Linked DNA regions of Mus musculus: all the other regions are linked to region 2. A link is a contact called in public HiChIP or PLAC-seq and Micro-C data. All regions are on one chromosome and are shown on one strand. Each heading gives the region's core, a stretch centred on a gene start, on an enhancer-like site or on the middle of the called end of the contact. The rest is flanking DNA. Distances are from core to core; before and after follow the strand shown. Region 1 holds the start of Sec11a (SEC11 homolog A, signal peptidase complex subunit). Region 2 holds the start of Rps17 (ribosomal protein S17). Region 3 holds the start of Homer2 (homer scaffolding protein 2).

Evidence for each region. A called contact is a pair of places that touch in the nucleus more often than the background predicts. HiChIP or PLAC-seq counts read pairs in DNA pulled down with a chosen protein or histone mark.
Region 1: an H3K4me3 HiChIP or PLAC-seq map of embryonic stem cells shows a contact between it and region 2, with 13 read pairs. The contact joins the promoter of Sec11a here to the promoter of Rps17 in region 2. A contact is called at or near these places in 13 of 39 promoter capture datasets (the 3T3-L1 cell line, 3T3-L1-derived adipocytes, the C10 cell line and 8 more), 2 of 484 Hi-C or Micro-C datasets (embryonic stem cells and muscle stem cells), 15 of 115 datasets of contacts at active chromatin or transcription factors (the SCID.adh cell line, astrocytes, bone marrow-derived macrophages and 9 more) and 2 of 9 other capture datasets (adipose tissue and embryonic stem cells).
Region 3: a contact with region 2 is called in a Micro-C map of embryonic stem cells, with 2.4 times the contacts expected there. The contact joins the promoter of Homer2 here to the promoter of Rps17 in region 2. A contact is called at or near these places in 7 of 39 promoter capture datasets (the 3T3-L1 cell line, embryonic stem cells, hippocampal neurons and 3 more), 1 of 484 Hi-C or Micro-C datasets (embryonic stem cells) and 2 of 115 datasets of contacts at active chromatin or transcription factors (both in embryonic stem cells).

Annotation. Positions count from the first base shown.
Region 1 is chr7:80,945,993-80,949,236 of GRCm38.p6, forward strand. It overlaps Sec11a (SEC11 homolog A, signal peptidase complex subunit), which reads right to left and starts at 1,558. Exons shown (of 6, transcript NM_019951.1): 1 at 1,410-1,558. The coding sequence starts at 1,460.
Region 2 is chr7:81,343,983-81,347,443 of GRCm38.p6, forward strand. It overlaps Rps17 (ribosomal protein S17), which reads right to left and starts at 1,252. Exons shown (of 5, transcript NM_009092.3): 1 at 1,220-1,252; 2 at 875-1,026; 3 at 329-434. The coding sequence starts at 1,222. It overlaps Cpeb1 (cytoplasmic polyadenylation element binding protein 1), which reads right to left. Exons shown (of 12, transcript NM_007755.5): 12 at 3,044-3,461.
Region 3 is chr7:81,705,541-81,709,101 of GRCm38.p6, forward strand. It overlaps Homer2 (homer scaffolding protein 2), which reads right to left and starts at 1,385. Exons shown (of 9, transcript NM_001164086.1): 1 at 1,219-1,385. The coding sequence starts at 1,223. It overlaps Gm32579 (a long non-coding RNA gene), which reads right to left. Exons shown (of 2, transcript XR_391652.2): 2 at 2,612-3,183.

The DNA.
Region 1 (3,244 bases), core at 308-2,807, 400 kb before region 2:
GGTGGATCTCTGATTTCCAAACCAGCCTCATCTACATGTGAGGCCTTATCTAAAAAAAAAAAAAAAAAAAGGAGGAGAAGGAGGAGGAGGAGGAGGAGAAAGAAAGGAAGGAAGGAAGAAAAGGTCTTTCCAGATGGAGGATACATGTGCTCAGTGACAGATCACTTGCCTAGTGCTAGGAATGATTTTCAGCACATTTGAAAAACAATCAAACAAACTTAAAAAAGAAAATACGGTTATTTACCCTGACTCAAGATGCGAAGGCAGGAGTCCAGCTCAAAGCCAGCTTGGGCTACACGGTGAGTTCCAGGCAACAGGGCAGAGTCATACCAGCCAGTGATGCCATGTTGTGACATATATCTATAAATCTACCTCTCATGAGGCTGAGGCAGGAGGACTACATAGCAAGACTCTGTCTCGAAATAAAGTAATAAAAATAAGGTCTTTCAAAACTAGAAGCGCGGTTCTGGTAGCCTGTGATGAATGCAAGGCCCTGGTATTGATCCCCATCACCGAAATAGGAGTCCATACAGAAGACAGTTAAGTGACAGCTACTCCTTAAAGCTGTTCTGACTGGAATGTCTCACAATTTTGTATGTATGTCTAAGAAGAGACGGACCTACTTTTCTATGTAATAATTATAAACAGGGCAAAACAAAGTCCTGTTCCAAAATAAACCAAATCTTTAAATGAGACAATTCTTAATACCAAAATACGAGGGGGGTAGGGAGGCAGGGAAAAGGTCAATTGCTACCAGAACATTCGGTTCAGGAGACAAAAAGGTGACCGTGTTCTCAGTACCTTCTAACACATGAGCTAGAAGACAGCAAGACTGAAGGATAAAATCTGATTTAAGTTTCAAGATTTCTGTTCCACTGACATCTATCATCAAAGATTCAGTGGACTGTCACCTTTCTGCCAAGGAAACTGGCACACAAGTGGTATAACAGATTCAACTCCGAGCTTAGAGTGACCCTAGTTAAAATGGATGAAGCTCACTGAGGTCTAGCTGGGCTGAAAGGTGGCTACACAATGAAAGCAACACAACGGCTCCTGTGGGACCTGTAATGGCTTTCCCCAGAGCCCCACCAGAAACGGTTAAGTCTGCCGCTTTACAGTGTCCCAAACTCCCACTTACAAAGCGCCCTATAGTTTTCACTTACTCCCCTGCCTCCTCGGGGGGAAGGGATCGCAAAGGTTCTCTCCTTCCCTCTCGGTCCCCCGAATCTGGTGCTATGAATGGGGGCAAAGAGGTCTTGGCTACCTACAGTCTGCAAAGAAAGAAATGATCCATACAGGCAACCGACCCACGCAGGCCCTCAATCCCGCCCAGAGATCCGCGGGGCGCCCCGCAACGGCAAAGAGACCAGAGGAACCCTGGCAGAGAGAGAGAGGGCGGCCCGTCTCACCTGCCTCTTGTTCATCCGCCGCACATCGTCTAGAAAGTCTAGAGACAGCATGGTGAGATGGAGAGCGCGACAACTAGCAGCCAAGAGGGCGCGATAGAACCACCAAGAGGGACCGCTGCAACACGGGCCGGGCTCACCGTGGACAGAACCCCCTGATGCCTGCACTTCCGCTTCCGGGGCGGGAGCAGGCGAAGCTCCTCCCTTCTGAGCAGAGAATGGACAAAGAATGACTTGTGAGCCCCCTAGAACAGCCCAGGGCCTGGCCTTGTCAAAAAAGGACCGTAGCCTTCTCCGGCCGAGAACCGGCTGAAGGCTGCTTTCTGTGCTCAGCCCGCGCGGCGGCTCCCGAAGACAGTGACCCTAGGTTAGCTAAGCCCACAGCGTGCGGAAGGCGGGCCCTTGGACAGGCCTGGCCAATCGGAAGCCGAGTCTGCGCCAGCGCGAAGTCGGTGTCTTCCTGCGTGCTGCTGGGGCACGGGTGTGGCTCGGGACGTGGTGCCTTGCTGTTTGTTCTCAGGTGGAGCACGCTGCGGTTCGCTACCGGAAGCTGTGTGTGTCTTTTAAAGCATTGTATACACACACACACACACACACACACACACACACACACACACACACACACGCCAATTGATCACAAGATGCCTTAGTGTCATGAGGGCACTGGTGGTGCAGGTGGCCAGGAAGACCCGTCTCAGTTTTGACCTTTACCAACAGTGATTTGCTTTGTCTCCTGACACTTGGATGTGAGCCATTTATTTGACCCGCAAATTTTCACAGGGGCGGGGATTAGAAGTGACATCATTGCCATGGGGTTTCTTTTGGTGGGTGATAGATGTACAACTCCATGTATATACTAAAACCATTGAATTGTGCGCCTTAGTGGACTGTATGGTATGTGAATTATAGCACAATAAAGTAGGTGTGAGAATGGAAAGGAAACCGCTGATGTCTTGTTCACTGTTAAATTCCCAGTGGTGGCCGCACAGCTGGCATGTATAAGGCACAAAATCAGTACTTGAATTTAAAGAGAGGAAAGAGAGAAAGACTATCTTCAACTATTAGTAGAAACCTTACATTTACTGAGATGGGATAGGAAATGTTTAGAATTTCCAAGTTAGAAAGTTTTATAAAAGAAAATACATAGAAACCCCCATGGGGTGCCCCATAGGTATCCCAGCTTCCGTGACAGTACCAGATATGTGTATCAGAATGACTTCTTCATTAATAACTGTTGATGTGGTTCTCGATCTAAATTCTGGCTAGTAGAAACCTTCACATAAGCTTGTCAGTGTTAAATTCAACCTAAGTTCAAATTAAGTGGGAATGAGCTTTGACCCTGTATTTTGTGCCTTGAAGAGCCCCAAGAGCAGCTCAAAATCCTGTGGGTCCAAAAAAGGTGAATAAGCTATTTAGTTGGGAAGCTTTAAAAGCATCTCGTACAAGTGGGTGATGGGGGGAAGACAGGTAGATCTCTGCAAGTTCGAGGCCAGCCTGGTCTAAATAGTGAATTCCAGGACAGCCAGAGATTCATAATAGAGAGATGCTACCAAAAAAAAAAAAAAAAAAAAAAAAAGCTGGGCATAGTAGCATAGATTTGTAATGTCAGTGCTGGGAGGCAGAGACAGACAGATCCCTGGCACTGGCTGCTCTTCCAGAGAACTCCAGTACAATTCCTAGCACCCATTTTTAGTAGCTAACCTGTAACTCCAGCTCCAAGGGATCTGGCACCCTCTTCTGGACTCTATGGACACATATTCATATGCACACACCCATGCCCAGGCACACACACAAAAACATAATTTTAAAATTGCAAAAATAAAATCTCTAAATTTTTC
Region 2 (3,461 bases), core at 2-2,501:
TTATTCTTGTGTCAGAACCATCTAGTGTGCATTCAGAAAGCAGGGTTCACACTTGGATGTCAAGCTAACCACGTCGGGAGGCACTCTCACTGGGCTCCCATGTGAAAATGAATTTAGACCTCGCAGAGAAGCTCAAGGTCGGCTGATTACAGGCACCCTCGGCTGGGTGTGTTGGCCCACGCCTTTAATCCCAGCACTCAGAAGGCCGAGGTGGGTGGATCTCTCATCATTTTGAGGAAATAGATTAAGACTTCACTGACATCCAGCTGCGTTCCCACCTCAGGTGAGCCCCCAGGAAGAGGTGCAGAGGAAGACCCACAAATCTTACCTCAGGAACGTAGTTATCTCTCCTCTCTCTCTCTTCTTCCTGCAACTTGATAGAGATGCCTCTCACAGGCCCTCTCTGAATCCGCTTCATCAGATGCGTGACATAGCTACAAGCAATGCGAAACAGTGACCACCTCCCACCAGAACCGACTTTGTCTCTACATCAAGGTCGGTCTCACCATCGGAAAGACACACAGACACACACACAGCACTGTTCAGATGTCCACTCCTTACATCCTCACTCGCCGTCACCAGCCCTCCTCCGAATGTCATGTACCCCGACTGGTCTTATCCGTCGTACGGACACAACACTGCTATTTTTTTGCACAACACGGCCATAGTGGTAAAATGCGGGAAGCAGAGACCACAGCAGTAAGGTTTTGAGGCCGGAGCTCTGCCTTCAGCTACCGTAAGGAGCCCGAACTAAGACCACGTCGGCAAAACCCCACTGTGGCCAAGGCACACCTCCAGCCCTTCGGCGGGCCGTCTGGGGGGAGCGGAGGCACCGGCCCGGGCAGGCTCTCCGGCGGCCGCGGCCCCCACTCACCCGGCTATCTTGTTCCGAAGCTTCTTGCTGGGGATAATGGCGATCTCCTCGCACACGCGCTTGTTGGTGTGGAAGTCATTACCCAGACGCGTGTAGTACTTCTCGATGATGACCCGGGCAGCCTTCTTCACGGTCTTGGTGCGAACGCGGCCCTGAGGGTGGAGAGGGCAAAGTCACCGGGGAGCCCGCGCCTCCCGCGGAGGGGCCGCGGCGCGCACGACTTCATGCGGAAGCGCGCCAGGCCGCCGGTGACGGCGCCGGCCCCTCGCTGCGGACTTGAGGCCGCGACGAGCGGAGGATGGGCGAGGATTGAAAAGGACAGAGCCCTGGGAGCCAAACACCTACCATGTTGGCGGGTCTCGGTAAAAGAGGAAACAGGAAACACAAGAGAGGCCTATAAAGCGCGGCCAGAAAGCCGCTTCCGCCTGGCTCGCGAGAGTCCCACAGCGGCCCCTAGCGGAGTGGAGTGAGGCTGCCTGGCTGTGGGCGGGGCGAAAGTCTGCGCGTGCGCACGCCGGCAGCTCGGCCGTCTTGGTTTCCACTCCAAATAGTTCCGTGCTTCTCTTGGGCGTCCGGTGTGTTTTAATCTAGGAGTTACTTTGAGGTCCTGAGATGGAGCCTAAAGGAGGCCCGAGCTATGAAAGGCATAGTAGTAAACAGGGTCATCCCCGATTTCCACCCTACCCGCGCCTCTAGTCAGAGATTAGTAGGGTCTAGCCTAATTGGTGAGGTTCCTCTCATTTCCTGGTGTCACAGCAAACATCACCTAGAGTGGCTTTTCTTCTCATCCCAGCACAGTATTCCATTCGAGCTGCTCTTAAATGTCTGAGCACAATTACTTTTCTCAGCTAGGTTTGAGCTAAACAGGAAGGGCTAACCTCGAGTGCTTAAATCAGTGGCTGGCTCACAGAGAGGTCTCAAACACTTTTACCAACAAATTAGGATCTCAGTTAACTAGACTGTTCCCGATTAGTAGGGACACTATCTCCAACCTTCAGCTTCTTCCGGTTGTTCTGCCATAACCAAGCCCAAAGCAGGCTCTTACGCTACGACCCAGTGGCTTCATCTGTCCAGAGAGGGCCTTTCCTCCAGCTCTTTCCTGGGACAGGGTCCTGCGCTCAAACCTAAGGAGACCGTGCTGGCCACAGGGCATGTATCAAGGGGCCAAGGCTGTGCTTCATCCTTCAACTCATCTACGTCACTCTGGTTAGGTGAAGAGCTGAAAGTCCTTACTCTAAAAGTAGCTCATGGCGGGAGGAAAAAAGATGTCCTTGACCATGGACCCGGAAGAATACTGAAGAGACCAAAGGGTCTGTAATCCCTGGGGGTTGCATCGTACATTACCAGTGAATTCCCAATGAAGTGGAGGCCAGGCTCCAGATGCAAGACTAGACCTTACAGTCTTGCAGGAAGAGAACTCTTGGATTCTGAGGAGTAGTGAGTTTTTGCACCTTACAAGGATTTAAGTACCTAGGAGTCCCTCTCCCTCAGACTAGAGTTTCCCAAAGGACCAGTTCAGCATGCTGCCGTCTCCACTTGAAAAATCATCAGACCTGTCATGAAGCCATGGAGCCTGTTAGAAAAGCTAGTGTAAGGGCTGTGAAGAAACAAAGCACTGCAGCGTGTCCTGGTGCATACCTTAATCCCAGCACGTGGGATGAATGGTAGGCAGAATTCCTGAGCTTGAGGCCAGGCTGGCTTACATAAGGAGTTCCAGGACAAGGCCACAAAGAAAGACCCTGAATCAAAAAAGCAAAATAGTAACCACTCAGAAAGGAATTACATCAGCACAAGTGTGTCCAAGAGGAAGGAGGAACACGTCAGGGCTCACAGGAAAGCAGCCAGCAAATGGCTCCTGACATCTTGGGAGTTGTGCCTCTAGCATTCCTAGGGCTCCATGTGGAGGAGGCCTTGAGGGGCCAAGAAGTAAAATGTACAGGCAGGCCTCCTATTCTGATTGTAATCACCCAGGTACTAGACACTCCAGAGTGGCTGACCAGGATGTAACAAGTCCCATATAGGAGCAGGTCTCCGCATGTACCTCCCATCCCTCTGGGCTGGTATCCCATTAGTGAAAATCCATGAAAAGAGGACTGGTCTCTGGAATCTTCCCTGCTTGCTACCACACCCCACCACACACACACCCAGATACAGAGACAAAACTACAACTCTGCTGCAACGTGTTTATTATGTGCCAAAAAAATTACACCACAGCTTACTCCACACATCTGTAGGAGAGTGCAGTCTTGCCTGCATATACAACAATGAGGTAGAGACTTCACACACAGCTTCACAAAACCCACAGAGTAGCTGGGATATGCAACAATGCAACATCAGCTCAGCAGGAGGGAGGGGTTATGACACTGGCTCTTTGGCACACAGCTTCCCTAAGAGAGGCAAGTAATCGTTAAATTAAAAAGAAAAGTCAAGTTTTCAATTCCAGTAGCGTCTTTGTCAACTGTAACTGTTGATTCATACATTCGTCAAATAAAAGTTGTAAGGAAGGGTATTTGCCCCTCTAAGAGAAAGGGCTCCTGTGAGCCTTCACCTGCCCCCACCAAAAAGCAGCCCTTTTTTTTTTTTTTTT
Region 3 (3,561 bases), core at 135-2,634, 360 kb after region 2:
TTCTGGGTAGGATGACTGTCTATCTCTGGCCTCCCAGTCGTCCAACATAAGTCTCTTGGATAGGCATCAATATTCCTAAGCAAACTTCCGATGGGCCCTCTGTCCCCCTTGTTCCATCTTGGCGTCCACAGCCATCTGCTCTCCTACCCGGAGCTCTACCTTGCTTGCCTCTGCTCCCTCCAAAACTCTACCAGCTCCACGGAGAAAGCCACTCCTGAGGCTTGTCTGGAGCTAAGCACAGTAAAGCCACTGCCCCATAGGGGCTGGTGGGGCCACCAGGGCGATCATGACTCTTCCCATGGCACCCATCCCCAAAGGGAAGCTAGTTCTCTAGACCACCTACACAGCAGAGGCCTCTGGGCCCCATGAAAGGCTGTTTGAAGAACACTGGGCTCAGCAGCAGAAGACAGACCTCTGATGTCCTTAACCATCCTCATGGCCAGTCAGGCAGTGGCCTAGCTTCTGCCGGTGAGCAACCACACACTAAGTATTCCCCTTTTACAAATGTATCAGCTGTTCAAGCTGGGAGAAGTCTCCCAACTAAACCGGCCTCAGTTTCCTCTTGTGGAGAGCAAGCACACAAACCATATCTCGCATAGAGACTGAAACACCATGAGTGTGCGCTCACATCGGCGAGCAGATGTAAAGAGTTACTGTGTTATTAGCACAGTGGCTCCTGACTCACAGCGCCTACTGCTCGGAGAGACGCCGAAGAGAAATCAATCCTGCTTTTAAAATTACTTTATATACTCAGGAGCATTAGTCACTTCAACTGAGTGCTCCAACTTCCCTCCCAAGCATCTGGAGCCTCACCTAGGTGCCTAACAGATTGTCGCATCTCAACGCTGCCTACAAGTCCACTATTCCTACGCTGAAGGGTTATTATTGGGTGTGTTTCCTTTCCAGGAAAACTTCGATTTCTATGTCGCTGGCTGTAAATGCAGCCGTGAAGAAAGGCAAACTGCTTTTCACACTCACAAACCCAGGCCCTGGAGTTGCTCGCGCTAGGGGCAAGGAGACCGCGGAATGGCCGAGGCGCCGAGACCAGCCCGGGTGCGGGTCCCCGCCAGGTGTCTCCGCGCCCGGCTGGCTGAGACGGGAAGGGCCGTGGGCTCCAGGCGCAAAGTCCGCGCCCAGGCCGGGGGCGCCCCGAGCTCCCGCCGCAGCACGCGACCGGCGGCCCGTAGCCCCTCGCGGGCGCTCCGCGAGCTCACTCACCCCATCTCCGGCGCTGCTCGTGCGGCCGCTCCGACGGGGCCCCTGGCGTTCGCTCTCCGCCCGCTCGGCAGCTGCTCCCCGCGCGGCACATGCGGCGGCCCGAGTGCGCCCGGCTCAGCCCCGGCGCCGTTCCATTCCGCCGGCTGCGCGGCTGCTCTGCCGGTGTCGGGGCCGCCGCCAGGCGCGGGCGGGCGGGAGGGCGGGGGCTGGGCGGCCGGGGGCTGGGCGGCCGCGCTCGGGCGGAGCCGCCGGTCCCTCCCGCCCGCTCCTTACGTAACCTCGTGGCCCCCGGGCCGCCGCCGCCCGCCTGGAGCTGGGGGCGCGGCAGCGTGTGCAGCGTCCCCCGCGCTGCCGCGCAGTCGCCGCTTCTTCCAGCAGCCCCCTCCTCTCCTGTGTCGACCCCGCACCCGCGCGCCCTGCCAAGCTTGGCGCCGCGCCTCGGACGGGATGTCCCACCTGCTGGACTTGAAGTCGCAGCTGGCAGGGACTTTTTGGCCACCTTTAGTTTGCAGATGAGGGAACCGAAGCCCCCCAGGGAGGAGAAATGATGTGACCAAGGTCACAGTCTCAGATTAGATCTCACGTCTCCAGAGTCTGAGATGGGCAGGACCACGATTTGCTCCCCACCCCATTTAATGCCCACCTTCGTCTTCCTGCCCACCTGTCTGGCTGAGTGGCCTTAAAATCCTGGAGGGTAAGATGGCAAGGAGGATTCTGTAGCCCAAAGCAGGTTCCCTGAACTCTTCCCTGGGTAAAGACAGAAACGCACACCCTCAGCATAGCGAGTTGGCAAAATTTGAGAGGCTTCCTTAAGCTTGGCTATGATTCCCTACCAAAGGCCAGCACTGGAGCCAACCTAACCATCACCCCACACTGGGCCTTCCACGGGATTGTCTTCGGCTGAGCACACATTGCCCACACAAGCCTGGCATCTCTGGACAGACAGGGACTGGGAGGAGAAGGCAAGGACAAGCAACTGGAATAGGGCCACCACCGTGCCCCTGCCCTCATTTCCCTTCAGGCCACTGTGACTAGCTACCTAGCTCCTTCACCTCACAAGAGCACCCACCCCATTTCTAAACGGTGGTCAGTAATTTCTGAAATACAAGTTGATCTGAGGCTCCCCTCCCACTGTCCTTGGGATGAGCCTGGCCAGTCCACTACCACCTCCAGCCCTCTCACTTTGCCCTTGCTCGCCGCACTCCAGCCAGCTGGCCATTCTCTCAGCCTACCCACGTGCTCTTCTTTCTGTCTGGGAAGATTTTTTTCCCCTTCATTCCTACATGTGCTTCAGATCACTGTTACACTGTCGCGTCCCTTAGGGGCTTAACCGAAGGCCGTGGATGGCATTGTTCCGGTCCATTTTTCTTCCTTGCACTTACTGTTAGTAGTATCTCGTGTAAAATTATTGGTTTAATATTCCAGACACACCTGCAAACTCTTAGAAAGATGTGGCTTTTTGCCCATAATTGTAACCTCTACTACCTACAATGGGAATTCAAAGTCTTCCACCAATATTTGTTGAATGAATAAGTAAACAGACCAAGCCCTATCTATACAAAATTGGTCAGGATCTGTGCACACAGGTGACTCTGTTTAGAGCCAAGACTAATGAACAGTCAGCCCCAGAGGAAGTTCTTCTAACACAAGCTGAATTCCAAAGACCAGGGCTGTGCCAAGGTGCTGAAGGGAAGGGGTCACTGGTAAAGTCCCAGAAAGAAGCCAGAAGTAGGAGGATCAAAAGCAGGAGCCAGCAAATGTGTGTTAGGGGTATGGAAAACAAGACTCTGAGCAAAGGAGCCCAGTGGTGTTCAAGCCCTGGCTGGGAGGTCCATCTCTTTGCTCCTCAGATAGACAGGGTGCACCCACATCACCTTGGCAGGATGCAATGAGGCCAAGCAGGTGGGGTGGTGAATCGCAGCCAGTGCTCTGTGGTTAAATTGGCTGTCCTCTGTGTAGAAGGCTCTGAGGGAAGAGAGAGAGGAAGGGTGGATCAAACTCAAGGTCTGGGAAGGGATGTGCTTTCTTCACCTTCTCCAAGCTACTCTAGGAAGAGGGGTGTGGAGAAAGTGGACTCTGCTACTCTTCTCCTCTCCTTCAACCCAAGGCTTCCCGGGCAGTTCTCTCTGATGGCTCCCTACTCCGTCTCATTTTCTCGAGTCATCTTCACTGCACTCTCTCATCATCTTGGACTCTTCCCAAGAGATGGGCATTCACTTCCCAGTTAGAGGTCTTGCTGGCAAACACTTACTGTGGAGCATCACTCCTCCCTGTGATCAATACCCTAGTTGACAATGGAGAAGGCTGAAAGGAAGAGACTCTGTGCCCGTGGCTAAGGCCAGG